3 separate regions of the Gossypium raimondii genome follow, and all the other regions are linked to region 1. Evidence: chromatin contacts called from public Hi-C data. All regions are on one chromosome and are shown on one strand. The core of a region is the stretch at or near the end of the contact, and the rest is flanking DNA. Distances in the headings are between cores, read along the strand shown. Region 1 holds the start of LOC105766625. Region 2 overlaps LOC105766629. Region 3 holds the start of LOC105766627 (B3 domain-containing protein At2g36080).

Region 1 (2,898 bases), core at 132-2,631:
AGTATAAACCAAACCTACCCCAACTATTTGCTCATTCCTTGAAAACAAATAAAAGAACAAAAGAACCATAACATTCCAAAAAAAAATCCCTTGAGAGCGATCACTTTCCTGATAATGACCCTCTTTTCCTAAAATTTCCATTCCTATGGTGAAGACAAATAACATGCAATTTTTAAAAATATATTTATTTTTTTCTAAAAAGAAATTAAAAGGGAAAGGGAAAAAACAACCGACCTCAGAAACAGGGCTGTGAGAAGGATCAGACAAGTGAGGAGGCAAAGAACCCGAATGAACCGACCTAGCAGCAGCTCCCTTTTCTCTCCCTTCTTTCACTCTCCTCCTCTCCTCATTTCCTTCCTTTCTTCTAGGCGACGGTATCTCATTCATTTCCCACAGAGTCGCCGCCAGCTTCCTGGCCGAAACCGGCTGCTGTTGCTGCTGCTGCCCCTTCAATTTACTCCCACTTTGTGATCCTGAATACCTAGGAGACTCCATAGCTCGTAGCATTGACGCCATTGAAGGCGATCTCATCATCAGCTTCCATGTAGGCACGGGGGTACTGGATCCACCCCTTTTGCTGCCCACTAGAATCGCCCTCTTGAATCTGTAGTTTTGCATAATTGATGATGACGACGAAGCTGAAGATGAACACCCTCGTTTCCTGATTTTGCCGGGGAGTAAATTTTCTATGTCAATCTCGCCCAAGTTTTGCCTTGACATCATATTTTTTCTTTCAATCAATTCCGCCCCTTCCTTTTTATTGCTTAAATTTGCTCCTCAGATCTTACAAATCTATAAACAAGACAATGAATGAAGATTAAACCCATTATTAATCGTCAAAAAAATGAAAACAAAATCAAACTTTTTCCTCCAAAATTGCCACTTTTTCTTTTATTTTCTACGAGTAGTAGTATGCTTAGATCTTATTAGCATATCTTTCGGGGGATGAAAAAAATGAGTAAAGTAAAAACTACAGAATAAACTAAACCTATGAAAAAGACAGATTTGAGTTAAACGTTGTCGGTTTACAGTTCAGATTTCAGACAACAGAAAAAACTAAAATTGTAGGAAATTGAGGGATAGAACAATAGATTTTTATTTCTTTTATTGCATTGGAAAAGAAGGAAAATCAGTTGACAAGGAGAAAATTTCATTGTTCTTTTCTTTTTAATTTTTTTTTCACGAACTTACCGTTAACTTTAGGTTCATCGCTTGTGTTAGTCGTACCAAGGAGTGTTCGGAAGGCAAGAAAACAAGAGGGAAAGTTGGAGTTTTCAGATTCAGAAGCAAACCCTAGAAAAAGATAAGAGAGAACTTTCTTTTGATGGCTTCTCGAAGCACTAGGAAGAAAAGAAATGTAAGTATTTTCACTCTGATCATATACAGACTGTGACTTTACATAAAAAGAGAAGAATATGAGATGTTGTATGGTCAAATTATTGAAAACTTACGTGTCTTACTATGATTGGAAATTAGAGGTTTTTTTATTTGACTTTTGGTCAATGGTGGGAGTAGAAGCCGAACCCATCAGCCGAGCCGCAATTTGAAATACGCGGAAATATTAGCGAAAATTTTGGATTTGGCTTTTTGGTTGGGACCCTTTAGTTTCGCTTTAGGACATGGAAATTTTCGGAACAAGAGAAATATGTTGTTCCTTTTTCTTTTTTTAAGAAATATGATTTAAACAATAAATAATAGTTTTCTTCATAAATGATGTTATATGAAAGGGTTCATCTCTCCTAAACTTTCTGTCAAATGTTTACTATACAATAATGAATAAATGAATGTCACATATTCTCTTAAAATTTGAATATAATTTTTAAATTCAGAAAATCTTATAATTTTAAAGTTGTTTTAATTGTTTATTGCTTAAAATCATATTCAAAATCCAAAATCCTTATATAACTACATGTCACATTCATTTATTCATTGTCCCAAAATTAGCATGTAAATTGAACAATATTAAAGCTTTGAGGTACATTGATATATGGTAGAATAATATAAGTATCAAATTAAATATTTTCTTCATATAGATACCACATTACATTACACATTAAATGAAAGTTTAAACTCAATAGTAATATTATCCCTATATGAAAGTATTTAAATATCAAAATGTTGATACTAAACAATTTTAACCACAAGGATGAAGTACAAAAACTTGGGAGATTTATGTTCAAATTTTATTATATGTGTGATTTTGATTTATATTTAATTTTGTTAGTTAATTTGAGTTGAATTAATTGTTCATTTGTTGATTTTTTATATTATATTGATTGATTTTGATAAACTTTTGAAAAAATGAGATTGAATTTAGACCAAAACAAAATCTTTTCTTTTTAGATTGAAGTTTACAGTTTTTTTCCTCTTTTTCTCCTATTTAATACTTGAAAAAAATGACTTTTGTTAATAGGAGCTTATAATCACTAAGTAAGAAAATTTCAAAATATTTTTTATATAATGCTTAAAATTATTCATAATTTCTCGTCAACTTAAATAGAAGGATCAAATGCGTATAAGTATGCTCAAATTCACGTATTCTAATATTAACAAAAAAAGAGTATAAATAACAAAAAAATAATGTGGTAACTACTGTTTTTTTCTTAACTACAACAATAACAAGTAGTAACAAAAATAACTAAAAGAATTGGTATTTCATTCAATGCTACTTATTATGCTAATCCGAGATTGATTAATTAAAGACCTTATATATATAAATGAGTTAAATCGGTAAGATTTACTACTCCACTGACCCACCTAAATATATATACAAATATGTTGTTTAAAAGAGGAAAAGAGAATGAGAAGATTGGTTGTCTATAATATTAAACAGCTTGAAGCACGTGCTTTCCATCATGTATTCATGTTAGTATACTTAGTGGAGGGCAACTTGGCTCA
Region 2 (2,898 bases), core at 187-2,686, 240 kb after region 1:
AAGGTAAATTAATACACTAAATGTTAATTAAGCTAGTATAAATATTTTAATTGTTTTGTTCATTACTACTAAAAGGATTATCCTCTTGGACTCCTCCTAATTCAAAGTTATCATCTAAGTTCTCCTCTGGATCCATTTTCCTAAATATTCTACTAGAATCGTCAACTTTAGTGTATTGCACAATTTGGTATAATCAAATTAAACAACCAATCCAATATAAATAAACACTTAATCAAACATCCAAATACTTAATAAACTAATACAACGTAATCATAATAGCCCATAACCTATTCAAATTCTCATACAAACATTTTATCAAACATGTGATAAACGACACTTAAAAATAAGAATTGAGTGAATAAATACTCATGTATAAATAACGAATGAAGTGTAGAAATCCAAAAATCTCTAGTACAAAGCCCGTAAAAAAGTAAAAAGGATCCACAAAGTCAAAATTAAAATAAAATAATTAAAAAGTAAACCCTAATCTAATAAAAAAAAAAGAAAAGAAAAATAATTTAAAGTTTAATTATATAACCTAATTTTCAACTTAGCCTAGCCACCTTCAAATAGTTTATATAAGGGGAAATAGTTAATATAAGATGGTATTTATCGGAAAAAAATCATAATAAATCCTCAATTAAAAAATATCTCTATTTAAAAATTTAAGTATGAAAAGTTTCACCATTATTGCCTTCAAATTGCCCCTTAAAATTTAGCCTCATTAGGAATCATCTAAGGCATCAAAAAAGTTCTAAAGTGAGTCAAATCAGTGTCGTTTCAAGGACGCAACGAATGCGTTGCGAGAATGAGTAGGGGAGTGTCACAGGTCGTGAATCAAAGCCCATGATGAATGCACAAAGAGCGTTTCATGGAGGTCAATCGATTAAATGAGGCTCATTCGACCTACTTGAACTAACCCAGTTCGTGGAACATGTGAAGAAGCCCATCTACTTGAAACCTTGGTGGCCCGGAAAAGTACTTAAGAAAAATTAAGGCTACCTTGGTAAATATGAAAAATAATATTAAAAGATATGTAATCTGATAATATCCGATTTTATAATCTTAAAGGATTGTGTCAATCCCTTAAGAATCTCAATTGTAGATAGACTATAATCTCGACCATCAATGTAACTCAATCTGTATCGTTGGATTTGAGGGAGCTTAACTATAAATAGAGACCTTCCTCCTCATTTGTATCTCAATTGTAATTCTTCACAGTAATAGAGATTCTTTGGGAACATTTAAATCACCTTGTGTGTGTTGCTTTCTTGTGGCATTTTTTGTTCTTTCATTGCTCTTTTGTCTTTGAGTTGCTTCCATTTTATGTTCGGTGCCTTGAAAATTTTTTGTTGTGAATTCTCACTTTACAAGAGTTAGGCTGACTCGAGCGAATTTTAACCCAAGAAATTGCCTAAGGCCGCACAGATTGCGAGACAAGTTCTAGTCTCGTGACATTCGTGTCAGCATCTTCACAAGCCGACACAATGCATGTCAAGTATGAGACAACTACTCTCTCTTTCAACATCAACTCTAAGTTTCAACTACACCCATATTTATATGGAGCAACCACCATGATTCATTTCTTAAAGGGGGGGGGTAGGGGAAGGTTCGTTATAAGAAAAAAAAATATCCTTGTACGACTTAAAACAAAGCCATCGGGCATGGTTTGTGAAGTACATTGAAGTAGTTCGGATTTTAGTTTGAAGAAAAGCAGAAGCAACCATTTAGTATTCTACAAAAATTCTAAGACAGGCTCCATTCTTCTAGTAATATATGTTGATGACATTGTTATCATATGAAACAGTACTGCATGAATTTTGACTCTTTAATTCATTTCGTCATACTAATTTTCACACAAAAAACTTAAGGGCGCTGAAATATGCTGTGAAAGTGTAGGTAACAAGGAGTAAAAAAGAGATACTCTTGTCTCAAATAAAATGTGCTTGACTTGTTAAAAGAAACATGAAAAATAGGAGCCAAATCATGCCACACGCCTATGATTCATGATTTGCATCTCACAGAAAATGATAGTGATCAATTTAAAGACCCTACGAGGTACAGAAGAATGGTAGGAAAGTTGAACTATCTCACGATATCTCGTTAAGTATCACAATATGAGGTTAATGTTGTCACCTAATTTATGTCAACTCCATCCACTCTCGGATAGGGTATATTGTACAAAAATCATGGATGCCATAATTGGGCAAGACCGAAAGTTGACTGAAGATCTACTACAGATCTATCGTGTATTTGTTCGAGGGAATTTGGTATCGAATCAAAATATAAAGCCATGACTCAATCTGTCTTGAAATTATGTGGATACATCATCTTATTACAACAAAAGACCTAGACTTCATTACCGACAAAATTATGGAGCAATCACATTGCCTCAAATCCAGTATTCCAGTACTCCATGAACGAACAAAAAACACATTTAAGATGATTGTCATTTTAAGTCGTGAAATATTTCAAGGACTAATTTCACCTGGTTACCTACTGGGAATCAAGTTTAATACCTATGTAACATGCTAGGTATGATATTTATGCTCCAACTTGCGGTGTGTTAACAGGTTGTAAATGTTGACATTTGGGAATTCTAGCTGATATTTAGATATTAGACTTTAGACTTCATATTATTTCCTTGTAGAGTTTATAGTATTTTGTATACATACTCGTGTAAATCAAATCAATAGAGAATATTATCATTTTTCCTTCAAATTCTCTCGGCTTGACAGAGGTAATCCCCAAACTGCGACGGAGGACCAACAGAACAAAACAAAAACAAATAAATTGAAGCCATCTGTGTTACCATATATGGGGAGAATTGTTTCAATTTTGAAGACTGTACAAGATCTCCACTGCTATTCAGGCTACTTGCTCTATATTTTCTTCAGA
Region 3 (2,898 bases), core at 129-2,628, 170 kb after region 1:
TGCTTACTAATTAAAGTGAAGGTAACAAAATCATTTGGAACACACACATAAATGGGGTTATGTAGATATTGGTACTCCTAATCCCCATAATAAATGGTCGTTCCGGAGTTAGTAGAATTTAAAAGAACAAATTACAGAAACAGTCTTACACAACCACATTGCTCCCATGTAATTGGAAAGTGTCTTTCACGCACTTCCATGTGCCAATAATTCTCAATTTTATATTATTCCTAAAAACTTTTATAAATAAAACCCATTTCTTTGAAGAAGATAAATAGATAAGAGTTTTACAATGCGACAAATAAATATATACCAGCATGAAGACAGTCAGGTTGGTATGGCACATTAGCCTCAAGATCACCTTGAATGTGTCCAAGATGAGGATACCTTTGATACAATCCCCTATTATTCCACCCTCCATTTCCACCCCCACCACCACCGCTATCATTCTCCATCATGGCGTTTCCCCCATCAGTAGCTGCCGGTGCAACCACCACTGCTGCACCGCGCCTCCTCCACCCTATAAACAATCTATCACCATCCGTGCGGTGTCGTTGGAATAAAATAATGTCACCAGCATCAAGTTGCTTCTCTTTGACGTATCTGCTCCATCCTTTTGTTAACACGTAGCTTTGGCTGCTGTTCCAATACGAGTAGCGGAAACGCCAACACTTGCCTGACTCGTCTTCGAAACTTAGCAACAACCCTTTATCACTGGAGTCACCGCCTAGCGGGAAGTATTTCTCGGCATGTTGTTTGGGGATAACAAGCCTGTTCAGCTTGCCAACATCGCTGGGGGTTAAGGGCTTTTCAAACATGGGTTCCGTTTCATGGCCTAGCTGGTGGTTTTCAGGGGGATTTGGTTTAGGGTTTAGGGTGTTGAGAGTGGAGGTTTGGTCGTCGAGTTCTTCGTCGTCGTCATGGTTAAGGTTGAAGTGGCGGGGAGCGTGGATGGAGGATAGGAACATGGAGGGGTAGAAGTGAGAGGTCCAGGGGGAGTTTTCAAGGGAAATTGAGGAAGGGTTGTGAAGCTTTGAAGAAGGGGGGGTTTGGGTTGGTTCCATAGAAGGAGTTTGTTTTGTCGTTGGATTGTTTTGTTTGAATTACTGGAAGTGGTTAATGGACATTTGAGAGACAAAAGAGCGAAGAAGGAAAGAGATGGGTGCTTTAGAGCAAGTGTGGAGAAAAAGAAAAGAGAGGAAGGTATGGAAGAGTGAGGTGAAAGAGGGCAGGCGTGATGATTATGAGTTTGATGTGGAAACTATTTAATGCAGCTACAAAGATAAAGATATGACAATGAGAGAGAGAGAGGGAGGAAGTGAGAGGAGAGAAGAACAGAGTAAGATTGAAGTGAAAGAGAGAGAAAAGAAGGTCGGGCTAACGGGGAATTCTTGAAGTACTTGACAGCCTCGAAACTATTTTAAGGTTTTTTTTCCTGGAAAAGAGGTAAAAAATATGTGTTCTTTAAGAACTGAATTATATTTTTATTTTATTTAAAAATAAGTAAAATTGGTGTTTTTTAAATGACATTGGTGTTTACTATTAAAAATTAGTTTTGTTATTAGAATAAGATAAACATAATATGTATAATTATCTGATTATTCTGTTATTCATATTTAAAGTTTGACTTTTCGTTATCAAATTAATTACTTAATTTTTAACTTTAGAAATAAATAAAAATTTTAATAAAAATATCCTTTTATAAAGAGAGTAAAATACAATTTAACTCTTAATATAAAACTTTCATAATAATTTTACCGTGAAAAAATAATGTATTTTGTGTGAGAAATAATTTTTACATATAAGTTTATTTTTGTCTCTAGATTTATGACTATTTCTTTAGTAATCTCTTTCCATTATATGCTTCTAACACTGTCAGTAAAAAGATTATATTTCCGATCAATCATTATACGTGCTTTGTGTAACGCAAAACTTTGGGGTTAAAATTTTAGTTCAAAATTGGGGAAGAGCCTGGTAGAAAGTAGGTATTGACTTCATACTTAATTTCTACGTGTAAATATTAATAGGAAAGTAAAGATAAAATACACACTAATTTTTTATTCAGATTCCGGAGTTACAATACTTGAGGGGGAAATCTAAAAAGTGTATCATCATTGAATGAAAATAGAAAGGATAATGTTAAATCATAAACATTGCTGGGATTGGAGCAATTACAATTGATTTCCTTTCACTTTGCCTACAAAAAGAAAATTAGTTTCTGAAATTCACATTTCCAATATATCTTGTGATTGGGAGATATATATATATATTATAAAGTAAAAAATATTTGCCGAATTGGGCAGAACAAATGTATCCAGATGAACCTTGAGAAAGAAAAAAGAGGGTTTGTCGATTGAATTTTCTGCAATTTAGAAAACACCCCATGTTACTAAGCAAGTAACTGAAAAGAGGGTACTCAGTAGGCCCAATTCTGACGCAATATGGGTAATCAGGTTACCATCCAACGCCACCCCCAAACTGCAGGGTTTTTGGTAATCAGGGCCACATGTTTGATCTTCTTTCTTAATTTTTGCATCATTTCAAACAGTGAAAAATCTCATACTACATTGTAAAATCTGACAGAGATGAACAGGCTTGTTAGGTTTATATATTCAGTGAGAAAAGAAAAAAAAGAGAAGAAACAGTAAAATAAAACAGTGAAAAGAAGTTTTTGTTTTGTTAAAAGAAAAAAAAAAATACCGAAAGGAGTAGGGGGATCTGACCTGAACGCCAGGAGTGGTCCATCTTCCCTAAGTTGTTTGTGGTATATTAGGTGAAAAGCTGGTTTTTTCTTTTAAATATAAAAAATTTTGAGCCTGCTATAATATTAATATGAAGAGAATGAGATTTGAGAGAACAGTATTTTCTTTTTCACGTGCATGAAAGCATTATTGATGT

Evidence for each region. A called contact is a pair of places that touch in the nucleus more often than the background predicts.
Region 2: a Hi-C map of leaf shows a contact between it and region 1, with 4 times the contacts expected there. The contact joins the enhancer-like site here to the promoter of LOC105766625 in region 1. A contact is called at or near these places in 2 of 2 Hi-C or Micro-C datasets (both in leaf).
Region 3: a contact with region 1 is called in a Hi-C map of leaf, with 2.8 times the contacts expected there. The contact joins the promoter of LOC105766627 here to the promoter of LOC105766625 in region 1. A contact is called at or near these places in 2 of 2 Hi-C or Micro-C datasets (both in leaf).

Annotation. Positions count from the first base shown.
Region 1 is chr4:22,948,426-22,951,323 of ASM2569854v1, reverse strand. LOC105766625 reads right to left here and starts at 1,381. Exons shown (of 4, transcript XM_012586149.2): 1 at 1,192-1,381; 2 at 235-792. The coding sequence starts at 723.
Region 2 is chr4:22,707,314-22,710,211 of ASM2569854v1, reverse strand. LOC105766629 reads right to left here. Exons shown (of 19, transcript XM_012586156.2): 19 at 2,610-2,898. The coding sequence ends at 2,869. Among protein-coding and RNA genes, the nearest start is that of LOC105766629, 11 kb to the right of the region's middle. Within about 2 kb of position 1,436, the one cell type or tissue checked has open chromatin away from gene starts, as enhancers often do. A contact at or near this core is called in leaf, where this site is marked.
Region 3 is chr4:22,774,930-22,777,827 of ASM2569854v1, reverse strand. LOC105766627 (B3 domain-containing protein At2g36080) reads right to left here and starts at 1,378. Exons shown (of 3, transcript XM_012586153.2): 1 at 314-1,378. The coding sequence starts at 1,064.